Linked DNA regions of Rattus norvegicus: region 1 is linked to region 2. Evidence: chromatin contacts called from public Hi-C data. All regions are on one chromosome and are shown on one strand. Each heading gives the region's core, a stretch centred on a gene start, on an enhancer-like site or on the middle of the called end of the contact. The rest is flanking DNA. Distances are from core to core; before and after follow the strand shown. Region 1 holds the start of Eepd1 (endonuclease/exonuclease/phosphatase family domain containing 1). Region 2 has its middle 84 kb from the start of Septin7.

Region 1 (4,386 bases), core at 1,235-3,734, 150 kb before region 2:
CTCTAGAGCACACCAGAAACACGTAGACTGAACCCTGGCTGGCACCCAGAGCTTCTTAGGCAGTGTCTGGTGGTACTGGTCCAGAGCCACACTGATGAAGTGAATGGAGAAGGACTGCCCCTGCTGTCCACCCTACTGAGAGACTTGAGATCCAGATTCGCCCATCTCTTTACTACACTGGGTCTTAAGAAAACCCCTGCTGGAAATCAGGCAATCATGCTGCTGGCCGCTGTCCCCCAGCAGCTGTGAAGGAGCATCATTATCAAGCCGGTCCTGATGTGAGTCTCCCAGGGCTGTGAACAGGGTTAGTTTGCAGAATGACTGAGTTGGGGTGACAGACAGACAGTAAGTACAATGTAGCAGGGAGTAGAGCACCCAGTGATCTTCTGGTTCCTGATCCATCCTGCAACCCTCTCTCTCTCCCCTCGGAGATAAGAATGTGCCATGGGACGGTGCCAAGAAAATGTTGTGACCTGCTTTCCTCCTCACTAATCTGTCCATGACCTGCCTCAGTTCACTGATTCCGCACTGAGAGCTCACTTTTCACTTCCAGACACCAAGAAACCACCTCGCCAAGCAGATCGGCCTCCTCAAAGGAGGGCAAGCAAAAAAGTACCAGCACTGACTGCGCCCCAGATCCCTGCAGATCAGGGTCTGAGAATTTCTGACACAGTGAGAAAGCTAATGACACTGTACACTGTTACAAATAGCAGGAGTTCTTGCCACCATGTATTATTCTACCGTGTGGGGAGTTAGTTCCTACAGACGGTAATTCTGTGACGATTAGAAGCATCCTCTCCCACTGGCCGGACCTGCCAGGCTTTTCTCCTTTAGTTCAGAAGGAACCATCCGCCCAGTATCCACACCCAAACTGGCCTTTTCTAGCTCTGGGACAGGAGGAGGAGCATGCTAAAAGCCAAGTTCAGGTTCAGCAAGGAAAAGCAGTGTTCCGTGCTTTGTTCACAGCTCCCTGGCAAATACAGTGCGTAAGTTTGCAAAATTTTTTTTTTTTGTCCACACAAATAGGCGTATTTGATGGGAAAACATGACTTTCCCTCCCACTAACGTAACCTTAAAAAAAAATCTCAGGATTTTATCAGGACAGTGGTAGTGCATGCCTTTAACCCCAGCACTCAGGAGGCAGGGGCAGGTGGATCCCTTGAATCCCTGAGTTCAAAGCCAGCCTGGTTCTAGGACAGTCAAAGCTACAGAGAAAGCATGACTCTGAAGAAAGACAAAAAAAAAAAAAAAAACAAACAAACAAAAAAAAAAACCAACAACAACAAAAAAAAAAAAAAACCCTCGTTTTTCTTATATGCAAGACTATATGCCTCAGTCCCTGAGGCAGTTAAAAGTCTGTGAAGTTCCATAAGCCAAAGTCCTTCTCCAAAGCAGAACCCACCGTACATAGCCTCTGCATAGCAGGGGACTATCACTCAGCATTCAGCTCTAGAACCTCAGGAACATGGGTTAAGCACTCTTTCCTCTCCCTTGCCACAAAGGATCCACTCATTTGTATCCTCACTCACAGCACCCTTCGCGGTTGCAGCCCTCACCTGTTTTCCAGAAGCGTCATGCACACCACCTCTCGGACCCCTGGGTTATTGGCCTTCTCCACAGAGCAGCCCTGTAAGTTCCACGTGGCCAACCTAAACACAGGTCGCCCATCCCTCATACCTCCAAAGGCCTCCACCGAGGGCCTCATAGAGATAATCTGCGTGGGCCCCCCTGGTGGCAGGTCCAAGTCCTCACTCTGCAGGCTCAGAGACGTGGGACTGGGATGAGGCTTGGCAGTGAAGGTAAGACCCCCATTGGTGTGGGTAGATGGGGGCCTGGACCTCTCTGCGAACACCTGGTGTCGTATTCTGTCCAGGAAGGCTGCATTGATTCCATCCATCCTCACCAAGTCCTCAACACTTCGGAAAGGGCCATGTTCGCGGCGGTAGTCCACGATGCTGACGGCCATCTTCTCACTGAGGCCCCGGACACTCATGAGCTGAGCAAGGGTGGCTGTGTTGATATTGACTCGTGGAGTGAGGGGCACAGTGGTGGCCAGGTGATGGGGCTGCTGCTCAGCCAGCAGATCCCGCCTCAGGGAACTGGGAGAGTGCTGTGCTGAGTTACCCTTGCTGCTCACACAGATCTCAAACTTGACCTGTTCTAGTTTAGTGGCCCCTACACCACTGACAAGTGCTAGATCTTCCACCTTCTTGAAGCCGCCGATATATTCTCGGTACTCCACGATGCTTCGGGCCACTGCACGTGTCACCCCAGGCAGGGTCATCAGTTCCTCCTCAGTGGCAGTGTTGATATTTAGTCGCTCCTGATTCACCAGGATGTTGCTGAAGTTGCAGGCAGCGCTGAACTTGCGGCTATGTGACAGGTCTGATGGGTCTCTGGGGATAGAGCGATGGCAGCCCAGGGTGCTCCCCATGGCCAACCACCACAAAACAATTCTGGATAGAGAAGGAACCCGGGAGCCTTTACAGGCACAAAAGAACAGGAGGTTGCAGGACTTATGGGTCGAGGAAGTTGCTGCAGACGAACATCAAATCTTCCATGACTAGTGTTCAAAATTACCTTTTGCTTGGCCCCCTAGAAATTGACATGGAAATTGATTGAAATTAATCAATCAACCCTTTGCACTCTCGCAGTGTTGGAAGTTCATAACGCGTAGGGGGGTCAGGTCAACTTCTAAAAACATAGACCCAGAAAGGCTGACCTTTGTGGGGTTTCCTCGGGTTATTTATCACACTGGATCCAAAAGGGGAACAGAGATATCCCCGCTGGGGCCACCTCCTCACTTCGGACGCCCCCCCCATACACACACACACACACACACACACACACACACACACACACACACACACACACAACGGGGCTCCTGCAGACAGGCAAGAAGAAGCCCCTACTGCGCTCAAAGCACTGTAACTTGGTAACTCGGCTGAGCCTGTGGCCGCAGACACTGAACAAGGATTTAGGGACCCACCCCCCGGATCTCCGATCCCCGCGTCCCACCTCTCCGCCGCTCTGCTGGGTCCGCTCTCGGTCCCCGGTGGCTCTACGCGCGCGTCCCGGCTCTTTCTCCCAGGGAAACTCTTCAGTGCAGCTTTCCCGGGGCAGGCAGGATTGCTCCTAAACGACAGTAGCAGCGGCGAAATTCGGCCCCCGATGCTGCACCAGGACTAGCGGCGTCGCAGCTGCGTCGATCCAGGCAAAACCCGGCGCCTAACTCGGGTGCGAGAGACGGCGGAGCGCGTCCCGAGCCGCGCGCCGCGCGCCACCACCGCCTTTCGCCGTGGGTGTCACAGCTGAAGTAGGGTCGCGGCGCCCGCCCGTGCCTCCGCCCGCACAGCCACGCCTCCTCCGCGCAAACTCCTCCTCCCGCCTCCCCGCCGCACGTAGGGGCGGGACAGGAGTGCCTTGGGGCGGGACCATTGGTGGGCCTCGTGGGGCGGGGTCGAGGGCGGGACTTGGGGACTGGGCGGGCAGTAGGAATGGCTCACTGTGAGCCGGGCTGTTTTTCTGAACCTGAGCTCCTACCAAGCTCCTTTTGTTAGGTGAAGCTGTTTAGGGCTACCTAAGGCAAGCGGGGGTCTTCTCTGTGAAGTAGGCTTGTCCTGCATATCCAGAGCTCCTGAAATTCTCAGACCGGGGATAAAATGGATCTAGCTCAATTCTCTCGCTACTTTTTAGGTCTTTCCTCCTACTCAGAGAGACCTTCGTGCTCCACTAATGTCTGGGAACCATGTGTCACTGGAAGAGGACTTGCCTCCTGGGTGTTCACAAAGGTTGTACATCTGCTGCCCTTTGCAAATTTAGCTCTCTGAGAAAATAAGGGCATGTTTCTGTTAAGTATTAAATCTAATCGCAAAAAAAAAAAAAAAAAAAAAAAAAAAAAAAAAAAAAAACGGAAGGAAACAATACTGGGAAGTGCAGGCAGCTTTCCAAAACAGTTTTTGGATCACATTGTGAAATGATGATAATTTAGTTAAAGATTAAAGAGCCTGATGCATTACAATGGATACCTGAAGCAGGAGTATTTGGCTAAACAAACCCTGCAGGGTAGCAGTGACAGGGTGAGCCTTTAGATACTTTGACCCAGAGCTGTCAGTGACCTCTGAAAGAACAGATCTGAACAAGGCTTCTGATTTGAATACCAACAGAAAGCATTCACAGGTGAAGTGGGTGACAACCCAGGCTTGGTGAAATGCTAGGGATCTAAGGAACCTCACTAGTACAAGTGAAAGACACCCCAGTCTGATGAACTTAAAGAAAAAAAGGGGTCCTGATTCACCGGGAATCGTTATGGAATCCACCTTACCTGGAGCAGGCATGCATCCTCACTAAGTATGACACAGGCTGGCCCGACTCCCTCCATGTCTT
Region 2 (4,367 bases), core at 139-2,638:
AAGGAAGGAAGGAAGGAAGGAAGGAAGGAAGGAAGGAAGGAAAGGAGGGAGGGAGGGAGGGAAGAAGGAAAGAAAAAGAAGACCTCTAGTCTAGTGATGATTACCTGAAGGGTCTGCCAGCCCACTGCACACTCTGTCTCTGCAAGGCTGACACTGGGAAAGGAGCTGCCACAGGAGTGAGGTTGCCCATCTCAGTTCTCCTTGCTCCTTACTAGTTGTGCTAAGCTGAGTCTATTGCCTCTATAAGCCCTTACTCTGGCATTGTCAAGAGATCCAGACACAGAGACATCTGACCCTTACCCAAGACTTCATATTGAGACGAATGGCAGAACATCTTGCTTGAAGGCTTCAGGGGCATACCTTGTAGCTGTCATCATAAAGAGGGTTGGCAGAACTCCTCACCTCTCAACAGAATCCAACTCCAACTACAGTCTCATTCAAAGAAAAAATAATTTAAGGTCTGGGAGCTGGCTCGGTGGGAAGGTATACTTACTCTACGAGCACCTGAACCTGGGTTCAAATCTCTAGCAGCCACATAGAAAAGTCAAGAATGACCTCATGTGCCTGTAACCTCAGCTTTGCAAGGGCAAAGCAAGATGGATTCTGAGACTTCAGCCCAGCTGAAATGATGAGTTTCCACCTCAGTGAGAGACCCTGTCTCAAGGCAATAATGAGGGGAGGGATAGAAGAGATACCAGCATCCTCCTGCTTTCCACATACATATGAGAACACACAAACACACACACTTACAACATACATGGAAATGAAGAGACTTAGGGATTTGTGTTGATTATGACTATAGATGCATCCCATGTAATCTAGCCAATCTACACCTAGGATTATATATTGGAGAAATTAGAGATGCATACACATTTGCTCACAAGGTACACTCTGGGACACTACTTACCCTAGTGAAAAGCACCTTCATGTTCAATGATACAGGGCAGATAAATTATAAATGCAGTTGTTATCTACATATTCATATACATATAGATACTGTGGAAGTGTCTGGAGTGCTTACCCATGCTACCACAAAGTTTGCAAAGCTGTCCATCTCTGAACTGCTTTCTATGTGAAACACTAAAGTGTGGTCCTTGCAAAAGACTACACCATGCTTGATTAACTTGAGAGCAGGTGACCTATTGTGGAAATCAAAATACATGTTACAAAACTAGCTGTAACTGAATGTGATTAAAACATGGAATTATATGTTTGTAATCTAATACATAGTCAGCGTGTCGGCCCATGTCTGCAGTCTGTGTGACCCTGCAACGTCAGGCCTCCTCAGGAGGAGGGGCCACTAATAAACAAATAGGAGAGTGAGGAGAGCTGGTGTCATAGCCAGGAGCCAATGACCCCTGGAGCTCACCAGGAGAGCCCTGGGCAAAGGGAAGAGATCAAAGCCCTATTCCCTGCTCTGAAGTTCTCCCATTGCTCTGGGTCAACAGGCAAGGCTCCTGTCACTCCAGCCTTGACAACAGTTCCAAAGGCACACTCAGAAGAGGACCAAAGGTCTTATTCCAACAGTCACTGTCTGGCTCTTATAGGTTTCTTGACTATTTTCAGTGTTTCCACAGCCCTTCTCTGGAGAAAGGCCATTTCCCCTAGATTTCCCTTGCACTGATGCATGTTTTTCCTCCTACTGAGTACATCTCAGACTTTCCTTTCCCATCCTCTGCTTCCCAAATATCTGTTCATCTTTCTAAGCCAAAAGACGGTGGCAAGCAGACTGGTGAGGGGTTAGAGCACCTGCTGTGGGTTTAGTTAACAGCCAGGAAGAGCAGCCACAACGTGTAACACTTACTTAGCAGTTATGTGCTGTTTCCATACATCTCATCCCGTTTAATCCTGATAGCTGGTTGTGGGAAGATGGCAGGACCTTTCCTTGGAAGGAAGATGAAGACCCTAGACTTGATGACGTTAATCAAGTCTTCCAGTGTCAGTACATGGCAGGGAGTCAGTTCAAAGGCAGGCTGGTCTGTGTCACTCACTGAGCACTTTCACACTGTGACTCGCCCAAGGGGAGGTAGGGGCTGCATAGGTGAGATCATCTCTGTTCAACAAGTGAGGAAGCAGAGTCTGGTTTCGGGGAAATGGGCACAGTTGTTTGAGAATCCAGACCTCCTGGATTCTCCTAAATGTGGCTTGTCATGGCTGCCCGAGTGTGGCGTCCTCTGTGTGCTTTCTGAACCCAGTGCCAAGGAGAGACCCTGATGAAAGACAGCCAGTGAATGGAGCTTCCATTACCTAGTAGATGGCCTGTCAGGCATGTGTGGTCTTTATAGACTCAGAGGATTCTTGTGAGAGCAGCCACCAGAGAAATAAGCAATATTGTTCTTTTATAAAGGTACAAATAAGAAAAACCCACTCATGTCCTGAGGATGATGAATGGAAGTTTCCTTATTGCCTCTGTTCTTTGGAACATGTGGAGAGGAGTCCTGTAGTCTGTATGTGTGTGCGGGCAGTGAGCAGGGCGGGCAGAGGTGTTCCACAGTGTCTCATCTCCCTCCCATCATCCATAGTCTCCTACTATCCAGCCGTCTATCTCTTCATTATGCATCCTGACCTGTGCCTGTGTTGTGGACTCCAAAGGCAGACAGCCCCGGGCTTCATCTCTTGCCTCCACTCTGTACTAATGTGTTGACTTCAGTGTTTACTCAGGCTTGATTAAGTTGCAGCTAATGTCGAGGGAAAGGCATAGAGTGGAAGGTTTGTTTAGAAGAGCTGCAAGTCAGGTCATTTGCCCGAGTCCCTCTGCTTCCTGACTGAGGTCTCAGTTACTATTCAACTCAGTCCCTGAACTTAGCCAGGTCTTGTGTCCTACTTAAGGTATGACAGCAGCAAGATTCTCTTACCAAAAGCAAAGCTCCTGCAGGAAGAGCTGCATTCAGAAGCCCATTGGAGGTCTACTTTTACATACACATGGTAGGTCTTTTATATACACTTGATAGATAGTCATTGCCTTTCACCTGTGATATCATCAAAGATGGACTTTTTCATTTATTTTTTTGGGAAGTAACTTTTGTTTCATTTTCATAAATGGGTGAGTGACTGAATTAAAAATTTAACTTTTTTTTCCTATATAGGCGATCTAGACGAAGAGTAAGAAAAATTGGTTTCACACTTTCTGGAGAAATTCAAGCTTTAAATACAAGGGAATTCAACCATTTTTTTTTGTCCATTAAGCTTTTATTATTAAAAGAAACCTACTATAACTGAGATTAAACTAAGAAATCTATATGTGGATATGAAATATTAATATATTTACAAATGTATATCCATGCATATGTATGCATGTGGATGGAGGCCAGAGGTGGACATCAATGGCTTCCTTGATCATTCTCCACCATTTTTTTTTTTTTGAGAAAGGATCTCTCGTTGAACCTCAAGTTTGCTGATTGAGCTAAACTGGTTGGCTAGCAAATCTCAGGATCCTCTTGCCCCACATCCCTAGTGCTAGAATTACAGGCCGAGACCACCACACCAGCATTTCGGTATGGATTCTGACCTGTCATGTCATGACCCAGGCCTGAGCTATAAGCACTGTATGAGTGGCCAACACCCCAGTCAACAATTTTTGGTATATTCAGAGTTGTGTGACCATTTTAGAACATTGTCTCCCTCTCTTTTCCTCCACAGTTCTGCGAATCGAACCCACAGGCTCTTGCTTGTGGGAAACGAATGCTCTTATTACTTAGCTACATCCTCAGTCCAAAATTAGACCATTTTCATGGCCTGTATCTTCTTCAAGTGCTTCTCTCATGTAGCTTAATGTTCACTGCATGCAGCATGGATCAGCACCTTGTTCCTTCCTACGACAAGCAGTCTCCCACTGCATAGCTGTACTACCTCTCAGCTGACAGATGTTGAGGCTCTGCACCCTTTGGCTATGGAGAATAAGGCTGATCTGGATTCTCCCAAGCACAGTTGCTATAGACATGTCTCCAGTTCCCCTGAGTACATCCCAAGGGATTAGAATAACTGAGTTTACTCAGTTAAGACAGAAGGCCCAGCAATTAAGATGCTCTTTCAGAGGACTGGAGTTTGGTTCCCAGGACCCATGTTAGTGGCTCAGAATCACCTGTAACTCCAGTCCCAGTGGATCCAGTGCCCTCATCTGACCTTCATGGACCCCCACCCCACCCCCAGGAGCACATGCCCACAGAATTTACCAGTCTGCAATTTCCAACTAACCCCTAAGTAGTAAGTTTCTACTTCAGCAATCAATTACTTTCTGTCTCGCATCCATTAACACCAGATGAAAGCCTCCCCTTTGCTTACGTGCATTTTGATGCCAGTGACTCATGAATCGTCCTTGGTGAAAATTGGTTGGTTACAAATGTGAGAACCAATGTCTGGATTCCCAG

The links. Hi-C and Micro-C count contacts between places; a contact is called where the count stands out from the background.
Region 1: a Hi-C map of liver shows a contact between it and region 2, with 4 times the contacts expected there. The contact joins the promoter of Eepd1 here to the enhancer-like site in region 2. A contact is called at or near these places in 9 of 12 Hi-C or Micro-C datasets (the A7r5 cell line, the Rat2 cell line, Schwann cells and 5 more).

Annotation. Positions count from the first base shown.
Region 1 is chr8:32,232,043-32,236,428 of GRCr8, reverse strand. It overlaps Eepd1 (endonuclease/exonuclease/phosphatase family domain containing 1), which reads right to left and starts at 2,484. Exons shown (of 7, transcript NM_001014088.3): 1 at 1,557-2,484. The coding sequence starts at 2,434.
Region 2 is chr8:32,077,187-32,081,553 of GRCr8, reverse strand. No RefSeq gene overlaps it. Among named protein-coding and RNA genes, the nearest start is that of Septin7, 84 kb to the right of the region's middle. Within about 2 kb of position 1,388, at least 1 of the 93 cell types and tissues checked has an H3K27ac peak or open chromatin away from gene starts, as enhancers often do. A contact at or near this core is called in liver, where this site is marked.